Regions from separate parts of the Mus musculus genome. Here regions 2, 3 and 4 are each linked to region 1. The links are chromatin contacts, called in public HiChIP or PLAC-seq maps. All regions are on one chromosome and are shown on one strand. Each heading gives the region's core, a stretch centred on a gene start, on an enhancer-like site or on the middle of the called end of the contact. The rest is flanking DNA. Distances are from core to core; before and after follow the strand shown. Region 1 holds the start of Tprkb (Tp53rk binding protein). Region 2 holds the start of 1600020E01Rik (RIKEN cDNA 1600020E01 gene). Region 3 holds the start of 2310040G24Rik (RIKEN cDNA 2310040G24 gene). Region 4 holds the start of Mxd1 (MAX dimerization protein 1).

Region 1 (2,724 bases), core at 49-2,548:
TCAAATAAAATGATCATGTGATTTTTTTCTTTGAAAAAAAAAAAAAAAAAGAGTCATGTTGACATTTAGTTCCCGATGTGTGATATTAAACGGTGAGGCCAAGTATGGAATTAAGAAGGTGGCTAGGACTTTGTACTAAGAGATAAAAATAAAAAATAATTAATCCGCTCATATCACTATAAAGTTAATAGTTTACCTCAGGGGCAATTGGGGCCTTTGAACTCAAAATTTTGTTTTTTGGGTTTTGTTTTGCTCTGCCTTCCAAGTGCTGGGATTAAAGGTGTGTGCCACCGCTGCCCAGGTCAAAATTTTGTTAATCCAGTTATATGATTATCAAATAAAGGCTTCTATCTCCAAAGCGATTCTATTACAAATGAAGTTTGCCTAGCCTCCTAACCTGCTCCCTGGCTTGAGGCAGACGCTGGCAGATCTCTGAGTTTAAGGCCAGCCTGGTCTACAGTATGAGTTCAGGACATCCAGGGCTACACAGAGAAACCCTGTCTAGGAAAACACAACAAAACACCTCACCCACCATGAGGTACTGTGGTATTAGCAACAGGAGGTGGTCTAAGGCTTCTCACGTCCAGTGTCCACGTTCTGACTCTATATCCACATCTCTCCTGACTCATCCTTGTCACAAGCACTGCCATCACCTCTTATCAATAACACCTTAACAGCGTCCTCATCCGGGCCCTGTCACCAGTAATGCAATTCTAGCCTATCCCAATGGTCACGGGGTCCTTCAGGAGGAAGTCAGGCTGAAGCTAAAGCACTAACTATGTCACTGGGACCAGCATGTAGTCTGGACCCTGCCTGACTCCTCTCCAACCCGGATGGCATGGCCTGCCCTCGGCTTAGGCTGGTCAGGCTTTCCAACAGGGCGTCCCTACTACCCTCAGGGCTTCTTGCCTGGGTCCCTCCTGCCAAGGCCGCTCGCTGGCCCGGGTAAAGCCTGGGGTGGAGGCGACTCCGCTCTCCGCCGCGCCTCCCTCCCAGCGCTGGGCCTGGCTGTGGCTGTGCGGTCCGCACGCGGCTCCTCCAGCCTCAGCCTCGGGCATCGCCTGCAGGGGGCGCCCCGGCGCGCGCAGCCGAGCGGCCTTCCGTCCCGAGCCGCGCTCCTGAGACCATGTCGCTCTCCACCGGGGCTCGCGACAAACACGGGCAAAGGCACGCGTACTTCGCCCGCAAAACTGTCCGCAGGGAAAGAGCAACAGGGCGGAACTCACCCTGCATCCTACGCCCGCATCAGAAGATCGTCCCCTAGGAAACTTAGCTCTCTACTTCCGGAAGTGCTTAATGTTTGATAGGTGGGCGGGCGCCGAGGCGCCCAGTTTCCGGTGGGCGTGCTCCTGGCTCTAAAATGGAAGTGGAGCGGACTCCTAGTACCGCTAGAAGCTGCTGGCGGAGGACAAGGAGAACTAACTCTAATTTGTCCCGGCTTCGGAGGTGGAAAAGCCCCCACTGGTCGGGCCTAGAAGCTGAGGTATGGTGTTGTCAGCCCTGTTCTTAGCCTGTGTTGAACACTCTTTTCCTGTGAAAAAGAAAAATATTCACCAGGATGGGAGTCACAATTTATCAGAGCTTTCCAGACTCAGTTTACCGAGTATGCTCTTGGGTGGAAACGGGGATCTGGCGTGGTTGTGGCTTACATTGAAGGAGCGCTTCCGGTGCTTGGAGATCTAGAGACAAGTGGACTTTCACAGCTGTGACAGAGGAAAGAGGCAAATTTCTTGAGCAGACCAGAGGACGCGACGCTGGGATCAAGTCCCCAGAAGCCATCCGCCTCAGGGAATTATACAAGACCAGGGTACTGCTCACGGGGAAGGGTGGCCACCAAGATAGTGAGTCCGGATTTTAGTCCTTGCTACCTGTCAAGAGAACCCAATGAATAAAGAGCTTGAATCTTAAAATTAGTTTATCCAGAGAGAACCTGCAGTCTGAAATAGTAGGTTAATTACCCTACAGACATGCATTCCCTGCCATCTTCACCCAGCAGAATATATAAGGAGGAGATAGGGCCATAGGCAAAGACAGCCAATAATCCTGGAGCTCCGTTTTGTTTTGCCTCTCTGGCCAGATGGTCAACATGAGGACACTTCTCATATGATGTTTGCTTCTTACTTTCTTGGCTTTCTCCTCGTCTGCAGGTGTTTGGACACAGGCACATTGGAACTCAGAATCTAATTAATTTCTACTGATAATCGACCTTACACCCCTACAGAGATACCTGGGAGGTTAATTCAAAACAAATGAGAGGGTGTCCGTTTCGTTTCCTTTCCTCAGTGTGAAGTACAAGTGTGTCTTCATAATCCAGAATATGAAAGTGTCCCTATCTGTCCCCAATCATTCTTCACTATCAGTAGCAACTCTGAGATCTGTGTCATATGAAAGATGACATCCTGACACCGTGCACCTGGTTGGTTGTCGGAATGACTTCTTTTCTTGTAAGAGAATTCTCTGGCACAAAAAGATGTACATCAGAACATACCATATGTAGCAGGAGCAGCTGTGTCTTGGAGTGAGAATTTCTGAAATATGCTTTGTTCTGAAACAGATATAGACAATAAAGGTCTGAACCAAAGTTAGAAGACAGTGTCAGGTAGCCACATATAAAACCATTTCTCTGTAACTTCTCAGCTTTCCTTTTGGAAAGTCCACCACAGTGAGTCCAGTCTCACTCACCAGGGCTAGACTGCCCTGCACTTATAGCCTTTCTGTTTCAGC
Region 2 (2,700 bases), core at 100-2,599, 610 kb before region 1:
TAAAGGACTGGGATGGAGAAACCAGAAATCCATCCACAAGCAACTGAGGAAAGCAAGTCTCTAGGGAACTGCTCGCTTGCTCCCTTGGAGCCAGGTGGAGGGAAATGGGCCTCAGATGAGGCCAGATGAACAGATACTGAACTTTTGGGCAAGCCTGAATCACATCCTCTTCCTGTCCTCATCCAGAGGCTTTGTAAAATAATATTTGAGCCTAAACAAATGTCACTAACACCAGGAATAAGTGAAGGCACGGAACATACAAACAGGTGCGGGGCGGGGGGGGGGGGGGGGGGGGGGGGGGTTCTGAGTGGCTCCTTTAGAAATGACAAGTTCACACAAGTCAGTTCTTTTCTTTCTCTTTTTTTTTTTGAAACAGGGTATCACTTTGTAGCCCCAGCTGGCCTCAAATTCTCAAAGATCTACCTGTTTCTGTTTCCCCAGTGATGGGATTAAAGGTGTTTCCTACCATGCCCTCAACATGCCAGTGGTGGCACATCCTGTCATTCCAGTGTTTGTGAAGTGAGACAGGAGGATCCAGAGCTCAGTGCCTCTGCACTGAAAAAAAAAAACCACACACACAAAACTGTGGCGTAGTGGTAGACAGCTTGGCTAAAAAGTTAGAGATCCTATGTCTGATAACCAGCTCAGCAAAATTAAATTCTAAAACTCTGATTCAAATAAAAAAATCTGCAAAAGGTGCTCACCAGTAGAGAAATCAGAAGATATAGGTTCCATCCTGTGTAACCTTGGGTCATTCACTTCATTCATCTCTCTGGGATTGTCTTGCTCTGTTGGGGAAAAGAAAGAGAAATAAATACCCACTTCATGGAATTTTCAATTAAAAAAAATATATATTGCATGGGATAAAATGTTTAGAATGGAATCTGCTGTGGCACACCCACACCCACAATCTGTTCCTCTTGACTGTAAAGGTGGAAAAGTGGACATAACTGTGAACTTTAGGATCACTGGACAGTTGAATAGTGAGACATTGCCATTCTATGGCTTATTAGGCATAACAATCTTAAATCAGTTACAGCACCACCTGTACAACATCTAGAAAAAAACTAGAAATTTTTTCTAGATGCTTGGGTACTTGGTTACATACTGTGCACACACGCGCGCACGCACACACACAGGCACACACCTGCCTGCCATTACTCAGTTTTTTAAAAATCCCGTGTCAGGCCTGCATTTTATTTATTCTCCTGCCCACCAAGGGAATTAACTTTCTTCCAAAAGCACCTCTTGCTGTTTCATCCTATGGGAAATTCTGAGACTGATGAAAGGCACATTCTAGAGCTTTCAGACCCGGCCCAATTTTTCGATGGCGACACGTGTCGCCATTTTGTTGGGAAACATGGCCGCCAGCCCTCCCCGCTCGGGGGTGGGGTGGCGGTGGGGTGAGGAACGCCACGCTGGTCCTTTCGGCCAAGTATTAAACAACACGTTCCTTCACACGACCTCCTCCAGGCTGACTATGGCGGCGGCACGAGGAGCCGGCAAAGAAAGCACAAGGCGCTCTCCAGCGTCTCGAGGGCCATTTCCCGGCGGGAGGCCTCGGTCAGGGCGACCTCCCAAGATGGCGGCGGCGCCCAGGCTTGGCCGCCTCCCGAAAGCGTGGTCCAGGCGGCGGGCGAGCCAGCGCGGACATGCGGGGGGCCATGCCGGCACGCCGTCAGTGCGCACCGCTCCTCTAAGGTCTCGGGAACTATCGTGGGACATAAAACACGAGGGCAGGAGGTAGCGCCTCCGAGGGCTTCCCTAACCGGAGCCGACCAAGTGCAAACAAAGCATTATGTAAGTGGACGCCATTCCAGCGGCCCCCGTTCCTAACGCCACTAGCCCGAGCGGCACTCGCCGGGGCGGGTGACTCTCGCTCGAGTCTCTCTGCGTCGCGGACGCAGCCGCCGGACGGAGGCCAAGGTGGGGGCTGGGACCAGGCGCCCGGACGCCGGGGACGAAGGGGCCCCACGTGCCCAGCAGAGCGCGTGCACAGCCGCCGGGCCGCGCCTCGCCTCGCCGCCCCTCCCCCCACGGAAGCCAACGCGGGCCGCTCGCGCCCCCCCTCGCTGCCGCGCATGCGCCCTGGTCCCCTCCCGCGCACGTTTTCGACCCGCGGCGGCCTAGCTCCCGCCTGCAGCGGCCTCCGCCGATGCCTGTATCGCTCCGCCATCGAATCCTTGGGCGGACCGGGAAACAATTATCTGTCCCCGGCACAAAACCAGTATATTTTCCCAGTCCCCTGCCGGAGCCGCTAGGGTTAACAAAACACGTGCTCCCTCTCAATCTCTGCCGGGTCCCCAGTTTTGCCCACGTTGTCCGTTTTCAACCCGACGGCGGTGCCACCGGGTTATTTTTCTCAAGGGTCGCGCGCGCTGGCGCAGTCTTGTGACCTAAAAAAGCCGGTCCTCTTTTTTTTCTCCTAGGGGTCCTGCGCGGAAAGCACTTCCGGGGTCAGAGGGTACGCGGGGTTGAAAGCGGGCTTCCCGCCCCGCCCAGACCGCCGAGGCTGCCGCCGGAGTCGCCACCGCCGCGCCCTCGCCCACCCGCCCGTCGACCGCTCCCGGTCCCGCTCGCCCCCGTCGCCGCCGCCGCCAGTCCTGCGACGCCGCCGCGGCCTCCCGCCCGCGCCCGCCCGCTCCTGCGGCCCCCCGCTCGCCTCGCGCCGGCAGTTCGGGCCTACTCCTCCCCTCCCCC
Region 3 (2,700 bases), core at 15-2,514, 570 kb before region 1:
CCATGTGGTTGCTGGGAATTGAACTCAGGACCTCTGGAAGAGCAGGTGGTGCTCTCAACCTCTGAGCCATCTCTTCAGCCCCTTATTTTGTCTATTTATTTTGTTTTTTTAAGACAGGGTTTCTCTGTATAGTCCTGGGTATCCTGGAACTCACTCTGTCAACCAGGCTGGTCTTGAACTCAGAGCTCTGCCTCTCTGCCTTGTGACTGACAGGAGAGTGCTGGGGTTAAAGTCCTATGCCTCCTTGTCCCTCTGTTTTGTTTTAGTTTCTTATTTAAATTTATTTATTTAATTATTTATTTGGTTTTTCTAGACAGAGTTTCTCTGTATATCCCTGGCTGTCCTGGAACTCACTTTGTAGACCAGGCTGGCCTCAAACTCAGAAATCCGCCTGCCTCTGCTTCCCAAGTGCTGGGATTAAAGGCATGCGCCACCATGCCCGGCCTAAAATTATTTATTTTTAAACTGGGGCATGTCTTTAACCCCAGCACTTGGGAGGCAGAGGCAGGCAGATCTCTGTGAGTTCCAGGACAGCCTGGTCTACAGAGTGAATTCCAGGTCAGCCAGGGCTAAACAGAGAAACCCTGTCTTGAAAAACCAAATCAAATCAAACTAAACCAAACTAAACCAAAACAAACAAACAAACAAACCCAACAACAGCAACCTCAGCAAACCCCAGCAAGATGAAAAAAAGGAAATAAAACAAAATGAAGGAGCTAGAGAGATGGCTCAGTGGTTAGGAACCATCCTCTGCTCTTCCAGAGGTCCTGAGTTCAATTCCCAACAACCACATGGTGGCTCACAACCGTCATCTGTAAAGTGATCAGATGTCCTCTCCTGGTGTAACTCAATACAGCTACAATGTACTGATATACAAATAATAATAATAATAAATAAATAATTCTTTTAAAAATATGAAGAACTCAGAAATGAAATATGGGGCAAGGCCCACATCCTATCCTAGGGCTCCAATGCTCTAGGCCAGAGCAATAAACGAAAGTCCACCTCCTGGAACCCAGGGGCTCTTCCTTGGATTGTTTGCTATTTGGGGACTGGCTCAACAACCAATGGTTTGATAAGAGGTGGATAGGGCATTGTGAGGGACAGTCAGGCTGGTGCTTTGACCTGGCAAGGTGACAAGTGAGTCCCACAGGATCCCTTAGTCAAGGTAGTTTGGCAGCAGAGCCTGCAGAGGACAGCCAGAGAGAGCAGGTGCCTTTGAGACGCTGCAGTCGCTGCCAAGCAAACTCTATCTTTTCTGCTGCCGTCCCTGGGGAGGGAAGCCAGTGGTTAGCAGACAGGACTTCTGTCTGTCCCTTTACATGGGCACACAGTAACCAAGCAATTACAAAGGATTGTTAAACTGTGCAGCAGATGGAAGAAGAGGAAGCTAAGGCAGCGTCTCTCCTTACTAAGAATAAAACTGGAAGCGTGAGAGAGGCTCAGCTAACCAAGTTTCTGCAAGAGGAGGCGTTCAGGGCCCAAGCAGGTCAGCACGTGGTCCAGGTTGGTGCTCCTGTAAGGAGAAAGTCGGGATGAGTGAGGCCAGAGCCTGCAGGGAGCCCGTCTGGCCAAGAATCACTATGGGGTGCTCTGGCTGCGGGTTGGCGGCAGGCATCTTGCAGGCCTGTGATGCAAGACCAGGAAACAAAGGGATTGGGACACCGGTGGCCTCCGTCCTCACTAAAGCTACTTGGTAAGAGCTAAGAGCAGAAGGCAGGGGGCAGAGTGCCCGCCTGCAAACTAAAGTAAACACCACAACTTCGTGTGGTGTGCCTGAGAAACTGGATGGTGTGTGAGCTATATCACTGTGTGATGTGCGCCTGCAGGCAGTGTTTGTGTGTGTACTCTGTTGTGGGGCCTCACGGAGGGTGTGCAGGCACTGCATGTTTGCCATGAGGCCCTCTTCGTGCTCACAGAGGGACAGTGGGGGCGGAGGAAGAGGGGTTCCCAACGCTCCCTGAGTAAACACGGTAGTACAAAGCCAGACCAGCACGCTCTGTGCAGTAAGTCTGGGACCTAGCAACTCCGCCTTAAGCAGACAAAGACGTTTGCGCCTGCGCTGTGCCCTCCCAGGCCCGCCCCAGCTCAGCAACCTCCTTTCCTCCATGCCCATTTGTTGCTCACTTCCCTTTTCTTGCTCTTGCCTCTACCTCCAGGAATTTGCCCAGTCAACATAGTGTGTGTAAGCAGGAGCTTGGATACTCGTCCTTGCTCAGGCGCGTCTTGCTTAGCCCAGTGTTTTATCTATGTTGTAACATTTGATAAGAGCATTCCTTAAAAAACAAACAAACAAACAAATATATAGTGGCAAACCTCCTGATGTGGGCACAGGCCAGAAATCCCAGCACTTGGGAAGTGGAGACAGGCAGATATAAAGTTTACATTTCTGCTCCAGAAGTTGAGGGCCAGATCCTTTCTTAAAAGGCAAAAAAGGGTGGTTGGTGAGATAGCTCAGGGGTTAAGAGCACTGACTGCTCTTCCGGAGGTTGTGAGTTTAAATCCCAGCAAGGACATGGTGGCTCACAACCACCCGTAATGAGATCTGAAGATAGCTACAGTGTACTTACATATAATAAATAAATAAAATCTTTTAAAAAAAAAGGTAAACAAAGTAAAAGGAAGGCTGAGGGATAAGAGAAGAGCCCTCGGTTTAATTCCCTGTGTGGAAAAGAAATAAGTGAATAAATAGATAATGTA
Region 4 (2,756 bases), core at 233-2,732, 750 kb before region 1:
TGTGGAACCCAAGATGTTAAAATGGCTGAAACAAAGCATTTTATGAATATTAAGTTGGTTACTTTAATAGTTGCATATGATACTTTAATTTTTAACCTTATTTAACAAACAGCATACAATTTTAAAATATTCCAAGTGGTTCTTTTCCACATTCTCATTTCCAAGTTCCATGTCCTCATGAAAAACTGCCTTCAGTGTGTGTGTCAGCATAGAGCCCTTGATTGGATCCTTGAACATACCAGGAACATGGCCTCTCCATCGCACCCAAATCTGTTGTGTGTAATGGCGGTTTGAATTTAGTTCTGTGGCTGTCTGCAGTTCTGGATACCTGCCATTTTGTTGTTGTTATTGTTGTTGGGATCGTTTTGTTTTGTTTCGTCTTGTTTTTGTATAACTATAAGTCAGAGGATTGCCTGGGCAGTTGTGGATGAGATTACAGGGGTTCAGGTCTTTCTCCAAGCCAAGGGGAAACAGGAACGTTATTTGTCTCTGAGCCTCTTTCTTCATGTGCAAATGTAACTAAGGATGACAACCCTCACAGGTTGTCCTGAGGGATGGGAACCCTCTAGGTGGATTACCTGACATATGCATACAGAGAAAGCTAAAACTGTATACTGACAACACTCATACGTTTCATTTTAAACTCCCCTGCTCATTTCAGTTTTCAGACTTCTTACCCATTAGCTTTATTCCTGCCATTTAAATTGAATATGTTGACATTACACTGTAAGTCTCGAATAAGCTCTCATTTCAAAAGTCGCGATGCTCAAGGACCTGTGTTTACAAAGTGAGCTTTCCTGTGGGTGCTGGTGGCCTTGGGGAGAGGCCTGCTCTGAAGTGTTTTCCTCTGGGATGGAAGGGATGGCCTCGGGTTCAGCCTTACTCTATGCACCAGGTCACTCGGTGCGAGTGTGGTATACGGGAGCCGGCTGTTTTCCCCCAACCCCTGGGGTGGGAGCTAGGTGCCACCATCTGCTGAGGTCCCCAGCTAGGCCTGAAGTTCTCCCCGGAGACAGTGGGCAACAGGTCGGCGGCCAGTGGGCGGGGACCCGCCCTGCCCTCCTGCCTTGTAGCCAATCAGCAGCACGGGAGTGGGCCGCTGCTTGGGCAGAGAGGTGACGTCATCGTAGCCGGGAGGTTTCCGAGGATTAGGCCAATGAGGCGCGGGCGCAGCGGCATTCCCTATACTGTACTTGCCCAATACCCGGAGAGCCCAAGGGGGCCCGGCTATCGGCGTAGAGCCAATGGGAGGCAGGCTGAAGCACGAGGCGGAGTTGCGAGTCCTGCAGCCAATGGGGCGTGGGGGGCGGAGCCCGGGCCTTGTCAAGCCCGGCCAACCGGCGGGGGAAGCGGGCTTCTGGGGCGGGGCCGCGGGCACTTCCCCAATCGCGGAGGGCCGGGGGCGGGCCGGGCCGCGGGCGGCCCAATGAGGCACGCCGCCGCCGCGGGCCTGTCAAGGGACGGGGCCGGGGGCGGGCGGCGGCGAGTCGGGATAAACACTCGGCGGTGGCGGCTGGGCTCCTGTCTCCGTGCTGTCCCATCGCTGCCCCTCCTGGCTGGCCAGCGCGGCGGCTCCTCGGTGTTCCCGGCCGGTGGCCCGCGGGCACGGAGAGGCGGCCCGCCGGGTGCAGGATGGCGACAGCCGTCGGGATGAACATCCAGCTGCTGCTGGAGGCGGCCGACTACCTGGAGCGGCGGGAGAGAGGTGCACGGCGGGCTGCGGGCCGGGCGGGCGGCCGCTGGGGTGGTTGGGGCGCGGGCCGGCCGCGAGCGCCAACCCCCGAGCCCGCGCCCCAAAGCCGAGCGCGGGGGGCGGCGAGCAGCTGGAACCTTCCACACCTGCTCCGAACCGAGGGCGTCCACGCCAGGAAAGAGCAGGCATTGTTCTCAGAATTCCGCCTGCCTGCTCCCGCCCGGTGTCCCGGACTCCGACAGACAGACGGACGCGGGGACAGGGTGTCAGTTGCTCTGGGCCCACTTATTAACGGGACCCCTCGGTTTTTTAGAAGCTGAACATGGGTATGCCTCCATGCTGCCATACAGCAAGGACAGAGATGCCTTCAAACGGAGGAACAAGCCCAAGAAGAACAGCACCAGTAGCAGGTAACTGTTCAATGTTCCCCTTCTCTGTAGCTAAAATGACCAAGGCTGATTGTTAGTTGACTTACAGGATTCTAGCCCTACAGATACATTGAGGGTTCAGTAATGTGTTCATGGTGCCAAGCAGTCCTTCTTTTTAAGTTGAGGAAACAGAGGAGAAAAATAGGAATGTCTAACATTTCAGTGTGACTTTTTAAAGCAAGATTAATTCTGCTTTTTACCGTCTGAACAAAGCAAAGCTCTGTGGCTGCTCCAGGCAGGTCTGGCAGCAGGGTTACTGTGTTTGCCTGCTTTACAAGCAAGAGTTTCCTTTAATTCAAAATGTGGCATGGTATCAGTTGATTTTGCTTGTTAATAGAGATTTTATAAATGAAGTATCTGGCCTGACACAGGTGGTAGAAATTTATATTTAATGTGTACATTAAATGCAGTAGTTTGCCTGGTAACCCAATTGTGACCTCTCTTCCTGGTGGCTGAGCAGAGTGATTGAGGGTAGAACCCACTTCTGTGAGAAGATGCATGCTACACTAAGATGTCAGCAAGTTGCAGCCTTTTCCTGTTAGCCTCAGAGATTACCTCATAGCCCTCAAAAGCTGTGAATTTCACCAGTGTTTAGTTAATGGCTGGGAACTCACAGTCCCTGATCCACAATAACA

What was found. HiChIP or PLAC-seq counts read pairs in DNA pulled down with a chosen protein or histone mark.
Region 2: an H3K27ac HiChIP or PLAC-seq map of extraembryonic endoderm stem cells shows a contact between it and region 1. The contact joins the promoter of 1600020E01Rik here to the promoter of Tprkb in region 1. A contact is called at or near these places in 1 of 115 datasets of contacts at active chromatin or transcription factors (extraembryonic endoderm stem cells) and 1 of 9 other capture datasets (pancreatic islet).
Region 3: a contact with region 1 is called in a FOXA1 HiChIP or PLAC-seq map of pancreatic cancer cells. The contact joins the promoter of 2310040G24Rik here to the promoter of Tprkb in region 1. A contact is called at or near these places in 1 of 39 promoter capture datasets (pre-B cells) and 1 of 115 datasets of contacts at active chromatin or transcription factors (pancreatic cancer cells).
Region 4: a contact with region 1 is called in an HNF4G HiChIP or PLAC-seq map of pancreatic cancer cells. The contact joins the promoter of Mxd1 here to the promoter of Tprkb in region 1. A contact is called at or near these places in 1 of 39 promoter capture datasets (pre-B cells) and 2 of 115 datasets of contacts at active chromatin or transcription factors (astrocytes and pancreatic cancer cells).

What each region holds. Positions count from the first base shown.
Region 1 is chr6:85,914,293-85,917,016 of GRCm38.p6, reverse strand. It overlaps Tprkb (Tp53rk binding protein), which reads right to left and starts at 1,298. Exons shown (of 6, transcript NM_176842.3): 1 at 1,227-1,298. Nat8f1 (N-acetyltransferase 8 (GCN5-related) family member 1) reads left to right here and starts at 1,385. Exons shown (of 2, transcript NM_023160.3): 1 at 1,385-1,483.
Region 2 is chr6:86,525,979-86,528,678 of GRCm38.p6, reverse strand. It overlaps 1600020E01Rik (RIKEN cDNA 1600020E01 gene), which reads right to left and starts at 1,349. Exons shown (of 5, transcript NR_037960.1): 1 at 1,246-1,349; 2 at 705-788. It overlaps Pcbp1 (poly(rC) binding protein 1), which reads left to right and starts at 2,490. Exons shown (of 1, transcript NM_011865.4): 1 at 2,490-2,700.
Region 3 is chr6:86,486,791-86,489,490 of GRCm38.p6, reverse strand. 2310040G24Rik (RIKEN cDNA 2310040G24 gene) reads left to right here and starts at 1,264. Exons shown (of 2, transcript NR_040293.1): 1 at 1,264-1,489.
Region 4 is chr6:86,667,885-86,670,640 of GRCm38.p6, reverse strand. Mxd1 (MAX dimerization protein 1) reads left to right here and starts at 1,482. Exons shown (of 6, transcript NM_010751.3): 1 at 1,482-1,705; 2 at 2,007-2,103. The coding sequence starts at 1,633.